Linked DNA regions of Mus musculus: region 2 is linked to region 1. The links are chromatin contacts, called in public Hi-C maps. All regions are on one chromosome and are shown on one strand. The core of a region is the stretch at or near the end of the contact, and the rest is flanking DNA. Distances in the headings are between cores, read along the strand shown. Region 1 overlaps Dscam (DS cell adhesion molecule). Region 2 has its middle 84 kb from the start of Bace2.

Evidence for each region. A called contact is a pair of places that touch in the nucleus more often than the background predicts.
Region 2: a contact with region 1 is called in a Hi-C map of cerebral cortex, with 3 times the contacts expected there. The contact joins two enhancer-like sites. A contact is called at or near these places in 1 of 15 datasets of contacts at CTCF or cohesin (pro-B cells), 3 of 484 Hi-C or Micro-C datasets (cerebral cortex, cortical neurons and embryonic stem cells) and 2 of 115 datasets of contacts at active chromatin or transcription factors (embryonic basal ganglia and forebrain).

Annotation. Positions count from the first base shown.
Region 1 is chr16:96,726,174-96,730,275 of GRCm38.p6, reverse strand. The region is part of intron 11 of Dscam (DS cell adhesion molecule); the gene reads left to right. All of the region lies in intron 1 of Gm32509 (a long non-coding RNA gene), which reads right to left. Among named protein-coding and RNA genes, the nearest start is that of Gm32509, 9.3 kb to the right of the region's middle. Within about 2 kb of position 1,740, at least 16 of the 459 cell types and tissues checked have an H3K27ac peak or open chromatin away from gene starts, as enhancers often do. A contact at or near this core is called in cerebral cortex, where this site is marked.
Region 2 is chr16:97,270,756-97,274,857 of GRCm38.p6, reverse strand. No RefSeq gene overlaps it. Among named protein-coding and RNA genes, the nearest start is that of Bace2, 84 kb to the left of the region's middle. Within about 2 kb of position 2,392, at least 38 of the 459 cell types and tissues checked have an H3K27ac peak or open chromatin away from gene starts, as enhancers often do. A contact at or near this core is called in cerebral cortex, where this site is marked.

The DNA.
Region 1 (4,102 bases), core at 491-2,990:
TGTGGTGTGTGCCCTCTTCTAAGATATTTCAATTTTATTTCTTTATTCATGTATGATATAGAATATACACAAAGAGATGTGTTGAAAAGAAATATAGAACTCATAAAAGCACTTTGCATGTATGTTTACATGTTCTTGTATGTGTGCTGGTATGGGGGTGGGTATGTACACACATGAGTGAGAAAGTCAAGTGACTTTCTCAGTTCTAGTCCACATATTCTATGAGGTAGAATCTCTCAGTGAATCTGGAATTCATTAGTTCAGTGACACTAGCTGGCCAGTGAGCCTTTAGAACCCCCCTGCCTCTACTTCCCCAGCACTGGGCTTACAAGTGCATGTTGCATGTCACTTAGCTTTTTCACATAGGTGCTAGAGTCCAAGCTCAGGCTCCCTTACATTTTGGTGCAAGCCCTTTGCCAGTCTCCCTGTGAATCATCTCCCCCGCCAACATAAACAGACATAAAATTTGATTCTTCTGTGTGCAGGTACTTTTTCATTCCATGTACATGATATATCATAAAGTTTTATTTTGTTATTATTATTATTAGTGTGTGTGTGTCTACTGTAAGTGCATATGTATGTGAACTTATGGCCAGAGGACACTTCAGAAGTCATCTCCAGGAGGACTTCCACTCTTTGAGAAAGCTCTCTTGCTGATATGATGGTAATTAGACCAGATTGGCTGGCCATCAAGCCCCAGCAGTCCTCTGTTCAGCTCTGGGCTGACAAGCATATGCATCATGCCTGCCTGACCATTTAAATGGGACACAGAAAGACAATCATGTGAGCACACCCCACAAAGCAGGAAGAAAGGCTTTCTCCTGTGATGTAAGGTCTACCACAAACACACAGGCATGTGTATGAGTTTTAAATATAGTTCTGAGTGTTTCTTGAACAAGTATTCTCTTGTCTAGACAACATCTTTAAATATCTATAAACACTTGTGTTGTATGTGCTTCAGGTTCCTGTGATCACTGCCAGGCTATAGGAAATGACCCTCCGAATAAACTGTGCACATGCATGTAGTCAATTTCATAGGATAAAATTCAGCAAATGGACTTAATGATATAAAGATGTTGATCTGTATGTATGTGCATGTTTGTATATACACATTCATGTGTTTAGTGTACACATATGGGTGCACATATGCAAATATGGGTGTGCATAGAGGTAAAAGTCTGAGGTTGACAATTCTAGGTCTCTCTCCACTTTATTTATTGAGGGAGGAATGGCACCCAAGGTTGCTCTATGGCTTCCACACATATGAGCATGTAAACACACACACACACACACACACACAGAGAGAGAGAGAGAGAGAGAGAGAGAGAGAGAGAGAGAATAGTATTGTTTCATATTTTCCTGCCCCAGTCTTGTGTATGTAGGATCATATGTGTGGGCTAGTATGTGTGGGATCATATATGTGAATTATATGTGTGGGATCTTACATCTGGCCTTTTACATGTGGATTGTAGGTGTGGGCTCATGCCCTGTTAACCTTCCTATGGAAGGAGACCACAGCAGTGAGGCGAGAGGGACAATGTTTCTAGTGTCTCACCCAGGAATTCCCTGGCTGTTTAGCTTGAGATGAAGTGTCTGGGGTGACCTAAGTCTCGGGGTTCTGGAGCTCACTAATGCATGGATGAACAGTGGCTGAAAGCTGCATGGGTCCCAGCATGCACTGCTCAGCAGTACTCATTTTTTCCTCGATCTTCCTAGCAGGTTTATGCTTCATTTAGAACCGTCAATACCTCAATTAGAGCCTGCTCACTTCCCTTGGGAGGGACACTTACACATGTAGCTTCACAGGCCTCTGGAACCTAAGCCCCCCCTGAGAACACCAGGTCATAAAACATCTCCTCATTAACAGTGGCGTTTGCTGAGTAGCCCCACCTTCTGTCTTCCTCTCAGAGGCAACAATTGACAGACAGGAGGCATCAGAGCGATGCTCCTGGCTGGTCAGGTTCCTCTGAGAGGACACCAGATATATGCAGCTGGGCTTCTGGATTTACATGTAGTGCAAGGAAAAACATTGGTTTTAGGTGTGTGTGTGTGTGTGTGTGTGTGTGTGACACACAAGTTCCTCCTGGCATTTATTTAAAACCTAGGACACATCATCCATCCTGTGGTACGTTGCGTGCACTTTGGCATCGGAGCAGAATTCCCCTCTCCCCGTTTTGAATGAGGAAGGGAGAGACAGTGACTTCCTGTTCAGCAGGCTGTGCGCTCTGTTCCTTCCTCGGCTGTGTTGTCTTATCTGAAGACAGATCCAGGCTGTCTTGTGTCTCCACAGACACGCAGCCAAGGATCCTCTCATAAAACCTGTAAAATCTGGCAAGCTTGCAGAACTGTATGAGAACCTTGAGGTCCCTCAGCTTAAAAATACTGCTAAATAAGAAAGCTATAGCCATGTATTCATTTTCAAATACATGCTGCAAAAAAAAATGCACTTAGTCTTGTTTTTTGTATAAAATTTGGGAAGAAGACTTTATGATAATTCAGGTGAAAAGAATGAGGTAACATCCTGCCAACCTTGCAAGGGGACTCTGACAGCCACTTTCAGAAAGACTGCTGCTGTGGATTGACAGTGGAGACTATCTGAGGGAGATACCTGAGGGCAACCTCTGGCCTCTTCATGCAAGCTTATCCGCACACTTGTTCATGAACAAACACACAAATTGCACTACAGTTTTAAGCCTGCATGGTTCCTCTAAAGCCATCACCTATGTGTGGCTTTTTGTTTTTCCTTAGAGTCTGTGCTTGTCTGTCACAGAACAGTGTATAATAAAGGTGGGAAAAGCAACTGGGGACGTACATCTCAGCTGAAGGAACTACGGCTAAGATCACCCACTTTTCAGACTGGAAGGCTTCCCTGATGTCTGAGTGGTGGGGGCTGGGGGACATTAGCACTGTGCTCATTTGACGGATGAGACAGAGCAGGATCAGAGCATCACATAGGCTTGTGAGATGGAGGGAGCTTACATTCAGCTCCATTGCTGGTCTGATCGAGGCTTTGGCCTCCATGGTGGAGGGGAGAACAGGCCTAGGCAGTGACAGTTCTGCTTGAGAAAATACAGTAACAGCAGAGGATTTCTACAAATTTCTTGGGGATGGGACATGTAGAATGCACATTTCTAGAAAGTCCCGAGGTAATGTTTAATGCTACATTTCAGAGTTACTCCTAGAGAGCTGAGTTCTTAACAAGAGAATATAGCACGAATGCCTGAGGATCTGAAAGTCTGTACAGCCATCTTCAAAAGATGCATAGTCTTATAAATTTGTAGATACTCACAGACTATAACTGGAAACTCCTCCTCTAATTACCTACGGGCAACTCATGAATGAAAAAATGATGCTTCACCCAAAACAGTGCACAGAGAGAGTTGGCAGTGGTCAAAATCTGAAGACTAGGGTAGAGAATAGGGCTCAGTAGGCAAAGTGCTCACCATGCAAGCTTGAAGACTAGGATTCTGGTCCTTAACACCTATGTAAATGGCATGTGAGTGTGACATTCAGCTTGCTAGCGTGGAGACAGGAGATCCTCAAAGCAAGCTGGTTAGCTACACTAGCTAACCTTGGCAGTCTCCAAGTTCACTGAGAGATTCTGCCTGAACATACAAGTGTACACTAATTAAGGAAAACAGCAGGCATCACCCTCTGGCCTCCACAGGTATGTATACACATGTACACACATGCATGCGCCTACATATATGTGAACATGCATACATATGTGCTCATCCCATACAGATACACACAAACACCACCACCTCAAAAAAAAAGCCACCTGAACTAAAAATTGCAATAAACAAACTGTAGAATACCTCATGCAAGTAAATATACAACAATGGAAAGAAAACACTGGGCACTGTTTGTTAGTAAGTGTTGTAGATATACACACACATAACATAACATGAAAAAGCAAGGCACAGAGGAATGCAGGAGTGTGGTGCTATTTTTATAAACAATTCAGGGCCAGGCAAGGCTACACTGAATGGTTCATGAATTCATACACAGGTGGGGGAAGAGTCAGCCGTGTGGATTACAATTTCTCCTTGGTGCTTAACTGACTTGAAGACCTGAAAGAGTGGGCCTGGCAGAGCCTCAT
Region 2 (4,102 bases), core at 1,143-3,642, 540 kb before region 1:
ACAGGACCCCCATGAAAATCCCCACCTGCCAACAGGGAGCAAGCAGCAGAGGTCCTCTGCACAGCACTCCCAAGAGGCACAGGAAAACTACTCATCTTCCTGCAAAGCTCAAGTGTTGCTGAGTGAAGCTGGGGATGTTGGCTTTGGATAATACCTTGACAGTGCAAAGAGCCAGCTCAGAGATCAGTGGAGGTGGCTACTGACTTGTAACTTCCCATTTCGGACAGGTTTCCTTTGCTTCTTCTTGTCCCTGAGACATTCCCAGCAGATAGGTCAGCCAAACCTGCTTTCCACTGCCCCTGGCTAGGACCTACTCTCAGATCATTGGATCTCATGCAATTCTTGGTTAGGAGGTAGGAAATAAGACTGGATATGACTCATATTTCCACGTGTCCTGTTCAGAAGATCAAGGTGAATCTGAGAAGTATATGTGTGGGGTGACCTATTCTTCTTGTACCCCCTTCCAGCCCTGGTGCTTCTAGAAAGCACAGTTGTTAATCTGAGTATAAAAGTGGGATCAGAAGGAGACTCCCAACTCCCCCAGCATCCTTCACTTCCAACCTCCCAGCATCCTTCACTCCCAACTCCCCCAGCATCCTTTACTCCCAACCTCCCAGCATCCTTCACTCCCATTCCCACCCCCAGCATCCTTCACTCCAAGTGAGAAAACTGTCCTTCAGTGTCAAAAACCAGGAAGATTTGAGGACATAAAAATTTTACTTTTCTAAAGGGCAGGGCTTTCCAGTCCTTTGTTAGAAAGTGTGAATATTTCTGGTCAATTAATATAGTCATTATGGAGACCTCTATGGAGCCTCTTCAGTAAAATAGAAATAGATTCTCTGTATAACCCAGCGTTTCCACCCCTGGAAATATATCCAGGGGAAATGTAATCCGTCTGTGGAAGAGACACCTGTAAATCTATGATTATTGCTGCACTACCCACAACAGCCAGATTGCTTATTAACATGGGTGAATAACTAAACAAGTGGATAAAGAAATTGTGACTTTAGTGGAATACTATTTAGATTAGACATAGAAAGAATACAGCCCTGTCATTTGTGGCAAGATGGATGAAACTGGAAGGCATTGTGTTAAATAAAATAAGCCAGATGCAGAAAAAAAAAAGTGCTGTCTGCATTCTATATGCAACTTTGCCTTAGTGGTCAGAGGACCTGAGTTCAAATCCCCAGCACCCATGGAAATTATGGCAATTTTTTAAAGTCCAGCACATAAAATGTGAAAACAGAGAATCGTTGGAGTAATCCTGGCTAGCTAGACCAACTCTGGGCATGAGTGGAAAAACTGCCTCAAAATAAAATGTGATGAAGGGCATTGTTTGCTCTTGCAGAGGATCCGAGTTTGATTCCCAACACCTACATCAGGACGTTCACAGCACCTACGTCAGGAGTTCACAGCTACCTGTAACTCCAGCTCCAGGAGATCTGATGCCTGGGGCCTCCACTGGCATTGCAGGCATGTGCTCAACCCCCATACACACATACTCATAACTAAAAATAAAATATGTCTTAAACAAAAAGTGAAGAGTGATTGAGGAAGACACCTGATGCGCTCATGATGTGCATACACAGGTGCATGTGCACACATATGCACCTGTGCCCATATACACATGTTCCTGCACATATGTGAACATGTATGCTGTACACACTGCACCTATAAAATAGAATACAATTAAAACAAAAAAGAAAAGTCAAATTTTATAAATGGAGACAGGATTTGATCAGTGCCCACTGTAGCCCTGAGCAGGGACATCACACTGTAACATGCTATTAAAAAGGAAGGAAGGAAAAAAAAAAAAACAAAAAAAAACAAAAGAAAAAAAAAACGATTTAAAGAGCCGAGCAGGGTGGCGCACGCCTTTAATCCCAGCACTTGGGAGGCAGAGGCAGGCGGATTTCTGAGTTCGAGGCCAGCCTGGTCTACAAAGTGAGTTCCAGGACAGCCAGGGCTACACAGAGAAACCCTGTCTCGAAAAAACAAAAAAGGGGGGTGGGGAGAGAGGGAGGGAGGGAGGGAGGGAGGGAGGGAGGGAGAGAGAGAGAGAGAGAGAGAGAGAGAGAGAGAGAGAGAGAGAGAGAGAGAGAGAGAGAGAGAGAGAAACTTGAAGAGGAATTCCTGCAGTCAACATCACAGAATACTATCCACCCACCCACCTTACAATTCCCTGTTCTGTGTATATTTCAGAACCACAGAGATTTAGATGCCATGTGAAAGAGAGGAACCAGATGTGAAATATCCTGGCAGAGAGGGCTGTCTGGGCCACCTTTTGCTTTCGATAAGAGAGGAAATAGGGTGGACTATGAAGGATCAGGAAGCCGCTGATGGCCAGGTGTACCCTGCATTTCAGGAAACAACCAGCAGGTGGCGGAGAAGCATGGCTCCCTCCTGTGTCTGCAGAGAAGAGCAGAGCTGCGCAGCTGCAGGGGCTGCAGAGCTGTGCAGGGGAGCCTGGCTCGGGAGCCCAAGCAAGAAATGACCCGTGGGAGCTCCCGTCTTTCTTCTGTGCTCTTGAAGCCAACTTGTCCTGAACGCTGGCTTTCTGCCAAACCTCGTTCAGCTACGTGCAAGTGCACTCCTGGACTACGGGGGTTCCTAAGCCTCTCCCACCTTCCAGCTGACCTGTTTATTCCAGAACAGGTTCTTTCTGCTCACTTCCCTGATATGCAGAGTCCATCTTCCTTCTACCTTCATTAAAAATTCAAAATCAAACATTATAAAATAATGCCACTGCCTTCGGGAGGGTGCCTGCTGTGGCTTTTCTATTTATTTATTTTTCTTTCCTTTACACCTGATTTGTGAGATTGTTATAAAAAGGGCTCTGAGCCAGACCAACGACATCAAATAAATGCTAGCATGGGTAATCAAAATGCCTGAGTTCCCGAGGCACCCAGAGGTGCTGTCCTAGTTAGGGGTCTGTTAGGCACTCTTCAGGACGTTGTCACCCATGCTGGACAGCAGAACAATTGGCTGTGTTGTTACATCCTCAGATTGTCTCTAATTTTGTACATTCTGGGATTGCCCTGTCAGAAAGGATTCAGTCATTGTGCTTTGTTAGGGGCACGAGATGACACCAATATGATTTCCAACCCTAGTCTCACCTCTCCCTGCAAGTCTGCCCTACCCCTTCCTGTCACCTAATTAGCATGTACCCGCTCGAGAGGGGTTGGCGCCAGACTCGGGCTTACACCTGCGCTGATGTTGTTTATGATTATGACAACGGCACACCGGAAACCGGCGCCATCTTAGAGTTGGCTTCCTACGTGTGTGTGTGTGTGTGTGTGTGTGTGTGTGTGTGTGTGTGTGTAGGATAGTAGAACTTAGAACATTGCATGTACTAGGCAAGTGCTCTACCACCAAGCCACACCCTACTGGCCAGTGTTTGTCTCTCTCTGTCTGGCTTGCTGTCGTCTTTCATCTGATTGCACAAATTGCAACATTTCCTTTTTCTTATGGATGGGACTATTCCATCAGTGTAATACATAAAGTACATTTCATGTTTTCTCTTTTATTTCATATGTGTATGCATATATGTATAAGTGTGTGTAAGTGTGTATGCATATGTCTGTGTGTGTGTATGTGTGTGTATGTTTGTGTGTGTATTTGTGTGGTTGTGTGTGCATGTGTGACCCGTGGTACATATGTGAAAGTCAGGTGACAACTTGTAGGAACTGGTGTTCTCCTTTCTCCATGTGAGTCCTGTGGCTCAAACAGTTCAGTGGGATTAGCCACAAGCACCACTACCTACTGAGATATTTCACTGGCCCCTATTTTCTTTATCAACTCTTCTGCTAACAAACACCCAGGCAGCTCCTACACTTGGTCCATCCTGCAGCTGCTTTGATGCCAGTAGGAGTAGGTTGCAAATATTGGTGTGTAGTACATGTTATGTATAAACCCAGCAGTGGGATTTGCTGAGTCACACCACAGGTTGTTTTTAAAGTATGAAGAAACTATTCTGTTTCCTGCAGAGACCACAGCACTTTAAATACCCGTAAAGTGTAAAGGTTCTAATTTTTCCACCTCACCGTCTATTCTTACCTTTTATCTCCTTGGCAACAGCATCCGGAGGTGTGGGATGGTATCT